2 separate regions of the Anas platyrhynchos genome follow, and region 2 is linked to region 1. Evidence: chromatin contacts called from public Hi-C data. All regions are on one chromosome and are shown on one strand. Each heading gives the region's core, a stretch centred on a gene start, on an enhancer-like site or on the middle of the called end of the contact. The rest is flanking DNA. Distances are from core to core; before and after follow the strand shown.

The links. A called contact is a pair of places that touch in the nucleus more often than the background predicts.
Region 2: a Hi-C map of skeletal muscle shows a contact between it and region 1, with 1.9 times the contacts expected there. The contact joins the enhancer-like site here to the promoter of ZNF703 in region 1. A contact is called at or near these places in 2 of 8 Hi-C or Micro-C datasets (skeletal muscle and subcutaneous adipose tissue).

The regions. Positions count from the first base shown.
Region 1 is chr23:869,391-873,540 of IASCAAS_PekinDuck_T2T, reverse strand. ZNF703 (zinc finger protein 703) reads left to right here and starts at 1,800. Exons shown (of 3, transcript XM_038166997.2): 1 at 1,800-2,172; 2 at 2,515-4,150. The coding sequence starts at 1,960. The coding sequence ends at 3,900.
Region 2 is chr23:954,840-958,989 of IASCAAS_PekinDuck_T2T, reverse strand. The region is part of intron 30 of KCNU1 (potassium calcium-activated channel subfamily U member 1); the gene reads left to right. Among named protein-coding and RNA genes, the nearest start is that of ZNF703, 85 kb to the right of the region's middle. Within about 2 kb of position 1,684, at least 1 of the 8 cell types and tissues checked has an H3K27ac peak or open chromatin away from gene starts, as enhancers often do. A contact at or near this core is called in subcutaneous adipose tissue, where this site is marked.

The DNA of each region.
Region 1 (4,150 bases), core at 551-3,050:
TGCTGGATGGCCCGGCAGTTACACACTTGTCCCACCTTATTTTATTTTATTTTATTTTGTTAACGCCGTGTTGTTGTTGGCATGCAACTTGAATTACTTTGAGGAAAGATTTTTTATTTTTTTTTTTCGATTTCCTTCTGACTTGAATGGCTCCTTTGAAAGGCAGGCCTCTCCTTTTACATCCACGCTGTCCGGATTGAATCAATCTTGCGGTCAGCTTTGGTGGAGGGGAGGGGGGGGGAAGAGAGAAAAGCCTCACAAAGAGGCAAAATTGACAGGTCCGACAATCGGCGTGATTGATAGCGGTTGGAGACGCGGGCTGGACGCCGCGCTGTGCCACGGCGATGCCGGCGCGCTGGGGGAGATCCAGCCAAGGCTTTTTCCCAGAACCGGGCGTGCACAGGCTCTGGAAGGGGTGGCGGTATGAACTTAATAATAGCAACATTGTTGTAACATAAAGCATCTGTCAGGGTTTAATATGATTAATTACACGTCCCTGTCTCTCTCTCCCTCTCCGGGCAGGCGGCAGGGACCCGAAACCCAAGCCCGGCGATGGCAGAGGTGGGTCCGTGCCCCGGCCACGCGCACGCCGCCGCCACGCAGCGCCCCGTTGGCGACCTTCAGCCAAATTTGCCAGCCCTGGCCCCAACCCAGCCTCGCACACCCCCATGGTGCCCCCCAGCCCTTGCAGGTCTCTCCAAGCCCCCATTCCCCCAGCCAAAGCCTACAAGAGCCAGGGCCCGGCAGGATGAAGGCTTCCAGGCCCCGACCATGGAGCCCCCCGGGTGTGTGAACTTAATGCAAAGCCATCCAGGAAAGGTAACTAGAAATCGGAAGATAATTGTCGAGAAGTTTAATTAGTTATACAGGAGTCTGCGCTGTCACTGGGCAATTTTTAAGACTGAACCAAAGGGAGCGGAAAACCACTGGCAGAAATGAGTATTCCTGGTAACAACGCAAGGAAATCGCACGTTTTGTGGGCCTGGCTCAGCTCTGAGCTGCTCACGGTGCTGCAGGTGCACGGGGTGCACACCCTGATGGCTGCGGGACGCTGATGGGGTGAGAGCAGCGACCCCCTGCCCCCGGCAAACGCTGTGCGATGGCCAATGCTGTGATAATCACAGAATCACAAAACTGTGATCATTTAAAAATCACTTAAACTCCGGTGATTGCACCAGGTGCAAAATCAGTGCGTGCACAATTGGGGTCTGGGCGACACCGCTGCCCTGCCACCCACCCCACAGGGGCTGCGCTGCGTCCTGGAGGGGTCCCCCCATCAGGGGGACACCGGGCAGCGCTGCAGGGTGGCTGCAGGGTGCTGAGCTGAGCCGTGCCGTGCCAAACTGTGCCAGGCTGGTCTCAGCCGAGCCACATCGCAGCAGCCCAGCCATGCCACACCGTGTGCCAGCTGAGCCGTGCCGTGATAAGATATCACAGCTGAGCCGTGCCGGCAGGGCTGTGCCGTGCTATTCCAAGCCGTGCCAGCCGAGCTGTGCCAGGCTATGCCAAGCCATGCGATGCTGAGCCGTGCTGAGCCGTGCCATGCCCAGCTGAGCCATGCCCAGCTGAGCCGTGCCGGACCGGGGGGATGCCGGAGGATGCCGGGCGATGCTGAACCGAGCCGGGCGATGCCGAGCTGAGCAATGCCGAGCTTTGGCGAGCCGGGCGATGCCGAGCCGAGCCGGGCGGCTCTCCCCCACGCGGCGGCGCGGCGGCAGCACGGCGGCTCGCCCCCCCCACCGGCGGCTCTCCCCGCCCCGGGGGCCCGGCCGGGCTCGGATTGGTGCGCGGCGCCGGCCCCCTCGGAGCGCGGCCGCCATCGGGGCTATTTGACGTGTCGGTGGGGAAGGGGAAGGGTTTTTTGTCTCGCCGGGGCCGCCGCCGCCGCCGCTCCGCCGCCCGCCCGGCCCGGCCCGGCCCCGCGGAGCCCGGCGCGCCCGCCGCCGCCGCCCGCCCCAAATGAGCGGAGCCCCCGGCGGGCCCCGGCCGAGGACCCCGCCGAGCCGCGGAGCCGCGGGCGCCCCGTCGCCCCGGCCGCCCCCCGCCGACCCGCTGCGCCAGGCCAGCCGGCTGCCCATCCGCGTCCTGAAGATGCTCAGCGCCCACAGCGGCCACCTCCTGCACCCCGAGTACCTCCAGCCGCTCTCCTCCACGCCCGTCAGCCCCATCGAGGTCAGTGCCCAACGCCCCCGCGGCCCCGGCTCCCCCCCTGCCCGCTCACCCCGGACGGCCCCCGGACCCCCCGGTGCCGCCCGTGCCCGGCTCCCTCCCTCCCGGCCGGCCGCGGCCCCCCGCCCCGTGCCCCCCTTCCCTCCCTGCCCTTCTCTTCCCTCCCTCTCCTTCCCTTCCCCTCCTCTCCCTTCCCTTCCCCGCGCCCTGGCTCGGCGCCCGCCGGCCCCGCGGTGAGGGAGGGAAGGGGAGGGGGGGGTGCAGCGATGGTGAGGGGGGGGGGCCGGCCGGGGGGCGCCGTCGGGGGCCCCCCCTGACCGGCGCCGCGCTCCGCTCCGCCCGCAGCTGGACGCCAAGAAGAGCCCGCTGGCGCTGCTGGCCCAGACCTGCTCGCAGATCGGCAAACCCGACCCGCCGCCCTCCTCCAAGCTCAACGCCGTGGCCGCCGCCGGGCTGCCCGCCGCCGACAAGGAGCCCTCCGCCCGCCCCGCCGCCCTCAAGCCGCCGGGGGGGGACGCGCCCCCCGAGGACAAATCCAGCTTCAAGCCCTACTCCAAGGGCGGCGCGGAGCCGCGCAAGGAGGGCGGCGCGGACAAGGCCGGCTTTCGGGTGCCCAGCGCCGCCTGCCCGCCGTTCCCCCCGCACGCCGCCGCCGCCGCCGCCTCGCCCGGGGGCTCCCGCGGCGCCTCCCCGCAGCACGCCGAGCCCAAGGGCGCCGAGGAGAAGAAGGAGCCCGAGGCGGCCAAACCCAGCCCCGACGGGGCGGGCGGCGCGCTGGGGCGCGGAGCGGCCGAGCCCGGGGCGCACGGGGAGCCCCCCTCGGGCCGCAAGTCGGAGCCGCCCGCCCTGCCGCCCGCCGGCCATGTGGCCCCCGTGTCCCCCTACAAGCCCGGCCACTCCGTCTTCCCCCTGCCGCCCTCCAGCATCGGCTACCACGGCTCCATCGTGGGCGCCTACGCCGGTTACCCCTCCCAGTTCGTGCCCGGGCTGGACCCCACCAAGCCGGGGCTGGTGGGCGGCCAGCTGCCGGGCGCCCTGGGGCTGCCGGGGAAGCCGCCCAGCTCCAGCCCGCTCACCGGGGCCTCGCCGCCCTCCTTCATGCAGGGATTATGCCGGGACCCGTACTGCCTGAGCTACCACAGCGCCTCGCACCTGGGCTCCAGCAACTGCTCCAGCTGCGTGCACGACCCCGGCAGCCTGAAGAGCGGATACCCCTTGGTGTACCCCACGCACCCCCTGCACTCGGTGCACACCACGCTCTCCTCCAGCGGCACCCCCAGCCTGCCCGGCCACCCCCTCTACACCTACGGCTTCATGCTGCAGAACGACCCCCTGCCCCACATATGCAACTGGGTGTCTGCCAGCGGACCCTGCGACAAGAGGTTTGCCACCTCGGAGGAGCTGCTCACCCACCTACGGACCCACACGGCCCTGCCGGGGGCGGAGAAACTCTTGGCGGGTTACCCTACCTCCGGGCTGGGCTCCGCGGCCTCCTGCCACCTCCACCTCCCGCCCGCCGCCCCCGGGAGCCCCAACACGTTACCGGCCTCCCTGTCCTTGAGGAGCCCACACACTTTGGGACTAAACAGGTACCACCCCTACGGCAAGAGCCATTTGCCCACAGCCGGCGCCCTGCCGGTGCCGTCCTTGCCGGCCGCCGGACCTTACTACTCCCCGTACGCGCTCTACGGCCAAAGACTAACTTCAGCTTCTGCACTCGGATACCAGTAACTACAGCAGCCCCTTCCCCTCCTCCGGTCTCCTCCTTGCCCGAGCTCCCCGCTCCCTCCTTGGACTGTGTATTTATTTACTGTATGTTAGCTTAAAGCTGGGAATATAAGTGCATTAATCCACCAATGAATCAATGGTATGCAAAAAGTCTGTGTCCAAAAAAAAAAAAAAGAAAAAAAAAGAAAAAAAAAATTCTTTACTTTGCAGGTGTGGGGCTTTTATTTTTCCCTTCTGTTTCTTTTGATTTTTT
Region 2 (4,150 bases), core at 435-2,934, 86 kb before region 1:
TTGGTGGGTGTTGAGAAGAAATCAGCCCAACTCGGCGGAGCAGCTTCCATGCAGCTGGTGGGAGCAAGCTCCGTGTCCCCGGGGTGCTGCAGGGGCTGTGCCTGGAGGGGTAAAAATTGCCCTGCTCCCGGGCTGCCCCTGGCTGCCTGCCCCCATCCCTGCCTTTGCCTCTGGCTCCACAGCATTCGCTCCTCTCGAGAAGCACTTTGAGATCTTCGGAGAGTACAATGCCTTGCTGCGAGACTCAAAGCAATTTTAAATATTAATTAAGTTTCTCAGCTCCCTCCTAAAATGGCCGGTTACAGTTCGTATGAAGCGGATAAAAGCGAAGCTGTTTCCCAGAGCAGCGTGGCGGGTCGGTGCTGGAGGCAGGAACGGAGCCAGCCTTAGCTCCTCCACCTCGAGCCCTCGCGATGCACAGGAGCAGGGCCTTAATTCTGCTGAGATCTCCGACCTCCTGCCGCCATCCAGGCGAGGCGAGCGCCGATGCGAGCACCTGAGAGGCCTCCGGGCTGCCTCCTCCTCCAGGGCCGGGCTGCTGTGGGAAGCCCTCGGCTGTCGAGGAGCCCCCTCGGTGGGATCCTGAGCCCGCTAGCGGCAGGACCAAGGAAGGAGCCGGGCGCTGGGAGCATGCGGCGGGGAGCGGGGGCGCCCAGCTGGCTCTGCTCGGAGCTCCGGTCTGATGTTCGAGGGCTCTCTGGGGCGGAATATATTTACCTTCTTTGTAGCTGGCTGTAACTCACAGCCCTGCAAAGCACTCTGCCAATACAGCATTTGCTGATGTATAGCTACAGCCATTTTCGCTGTTTCCCTTACTCTGTCTCCGTATAGAATAATATGCGATTAATTGATTTTCTGTCGCTCTTTTAGTACGGAAAATTAATTTTGGAGCAACCTTGTTTTCTCAGGGTATGAATTCTCTACATGCAGAGTAATTCCGCTCCTACATTATTCATGAGAGAAAATAGTGATGGAGTGTGTAACTGAGGCAGCCCCAAGGCCACAAACTGATAGTCTGCGTTACTGATACAACAATATTCCACTGATGCTTCTAAATAATTCACGGCTACAACTCAATTTGGCACCAGGCACGCGGCTCGGGATGTGACTGGTGCGGAGGGGAGGAGAGGCACCTTGGCAGGATGCTGGGCTCCCCAGCGAGAGCAAGGACGGGGGCTGCCGGAGAGCCAGAGCATCGCCTGCGCCTGGCGGGGCCCTGGGTGACTCGCTGGAGCTCCTGCAGGTTTTCAGGCACCCGGATAAAAAGGACTGGTGGGAGTCCCTGGAAAGCAGGGTGCAGGCAGAGCCCTGCTGCCGGAGGTGGGCTCGGGATGCTCCCTCGATGCCAGTTTTCCCCCATGTCAGGCACACGGAGAGGGAGCGCAGGCAGGAGCAGCGCTTCCCTGGAAAGCAGCGGGTGGGCACGGAGCTCTGCCACCACCCCAGGGTCAGATGGAGAGGCTTGAATTCTCTGTGTGCGGCCTGGCCGGGGCTTCAGGGCACGGTTCTGGGCTGCGGAGAGGGTTAACGGCCCGCGGAGCGCTCCTCCTGCGAGTGGAAAATGGCAGGGGCCTTCCCCTCCCTCCTCCCTGCCTCTGGCAGCCGCTGCGCTGAGCAGGTCCAGCTGACGATGGAGTGAGGGAGAGCCTTGTCCTGGCACCGGCCTCCCTTTAGATTAATGACTTGCGATGAGATGCCTAAGTCACATATTGGGATTTTTCAACATTGAACTGTACCTGGCACCCTGCAGCCATTTATCACAGGGCTGCAGATGGAAGGCAGCAGCAGCAGGACTCGCGCAGGGCCAAGAAACACAGCTTCCCAGCCAGCCTGCTGGTGGGGTGGGGGGGCTCTGGTGCGTGTGCCTGTGTGGGTTTTTTTTTTTTTTTTAATCTAAAATGATAAATCTGATTTCTTCAGGATATTGGAACAGCTGCAGCTGACCTGGCTATTTATCTGACAGATCTTCGGGGTGTACGATAACAGCTCTTAGAGGATGGATGTGGTGTTATAAGCTGTCCAGGCACAGAACATGATTAATGGGATTCACGGAGATAAACAGATGCGGGGGGGAGAGCTCACGATCTAAGAAAATCCCCTCCCTGGACTGGGAAACCATTGGTGAGCTGGAACGGGACCAGGAGCTGAAGCTCTCCCGGAGATTTGGCACCCCAGGGGTGCCAAGCCCCCTCCCTGGCTCCCCCTTTGAGGCCACAGTGCCCACCAATGCCTGCACCAAATTGCGCAGTTAGATGCAAATTCTGGAGTTAGATGATCTTTAAGGTCCCTTCCAACCCAAACCACGACACAATTCCGTGGTTCTTTGGAGCCACTGTGCTCGGACACTTCCCAGCTGCCATGCCGGGTCCCCAGCCCCGTGGTTTGCCCTCCTAGGATGGGCACATTGTGTTCCTGGGACACGCCTGTCCCTGGCACATTTTGGAGGCTGTGTAGCAACAACTTGGGGCAGTGAGTCCTGGTTCCTCCCGGGCACCAAGGGGAATCGCTGGGCTCTGGTGGGGCACAGTGCCTGAGAGGGAGGGAGAGACGGGAATCAAAACACCTTGGTGCAGAAATTCTCGCAGAGGGATGGATCAAATAAACACCGAGATTAATTAATCACTAATGGCATGGACAAAAGGTGACCCTTCGGCATTTACAGACTGAAGACTACGGGGTCAGGATTGAAGAGCATTCATCTTACATTAGCAGAACCCCAGCCTTGCCAGAAGGGAGGAAGAAATCCCTTCGGTTCATGCAGAGGAAGCTCGAGCTTATTGCTTCCTGCCAGGTCCACGGCTGCATTTTTATGAAACACCTGCGATGAAAAAAAGAACATAAACCTGAGAAAATTAAACAGCCGTCCCAGAGGAGGGCTGCAGCCCCGCTCCCCACGGCCAGCAGCCCGTGGGTCAGGGGCCGCCGGCCGCGCTCCCTGCAGCGGCGCCCGGTGAGGTTTTGTCATCGGTATTAATAACGGCGGATCAATTACAGCGAGCAACTGGGGAAACGGATTTCGAAATCCTTCCTCTTTACTGCTGAAGTTGGTGTGTGTGTGCATGTGTAATGCTAGCAATACAAGCCACCAGAGATGAGCTATAAAAGGTGCTTTCTTTTGCCTCCAAATTTTGCTCTGTGGTTGCTCTGTAGCATGCACCAGATGCAGCAGCAACAGCGCAAGGCCTATAACCTCCTTCCAAATGGTAATAAATCCCACAAGACCCTAACACGCTTGTAATTTACAACTCTGCTAAAATGAACATTATTTCAAGCTAAGCGTATTCTCCGAGGTGCAGGAGGAATGTGGCAGCTTTCCTGCTGACAGCGGAGTTTCTTTTTTTAAATGTCATGCATTCACTTTCATTACTTCCAAATAATTGCCCAAAAGATCAGCAGCCGGACGAACGAGAGCATTTTATATCACTGTTAGACGCTTCCATCACTGGAAAAAAGCAGCCGCGGGGACTTGCTCCTGGTCACGGTGGGAAACCACTGTCTGTTCAGCTCCTGGAGCCCACCGAGCCGAGCTGGGGGGCTTCAGGAGCATCTCGGAAAGCAAAGGGGCCCTTTTAGCACAGGGTTGAGGTGGAATGATGAAGGCTTCACGTCCTTCCTGCAGGGTCCTTCCCAGGAGGCTCCTGGGAGAAGGGGGACGAAGGGGAGCTCCCCTGCTCCTCCTCCCTCCTCGGTGTTTTTCATAGGAACTGTCCAGAAATGTCGGCCGGCGGAGGCAGCCCCACGCTTTTGCAGAGCAGGTCCAAGACAAACTCCAGATCCTGACTGTGAGAGCTCTGTGGCCTGTAATGCAAGCCCTCAAGGAAAACTGTAAATGTAGGAGCTATTGGCAAAATTCAGATCTGGCCTGGGGCTGGAGCGGCCTCTCCCACAGTGGGAGGTTTGATCCCGGGTATTGGCGCAGGCTGCATTTCAAACTATCTTTAACAGCTGGAAAACAAGATCTTTTTAATCTATGTATGGTTTTCTTCCTGCACTGGAAGGAGAAAAAGAAAGAAGGGGGGGGCAAAAAGACAAAAATCAAAAGCTGGATGAAGCCCCTGGATGATGAGAAGCATGAAGGAGAATTAAGGAGCAAAAAGCCCATGCCACTGTTAATCACTCTGCAGCTCCTAGTCCGAGGCCTCGAATGGTC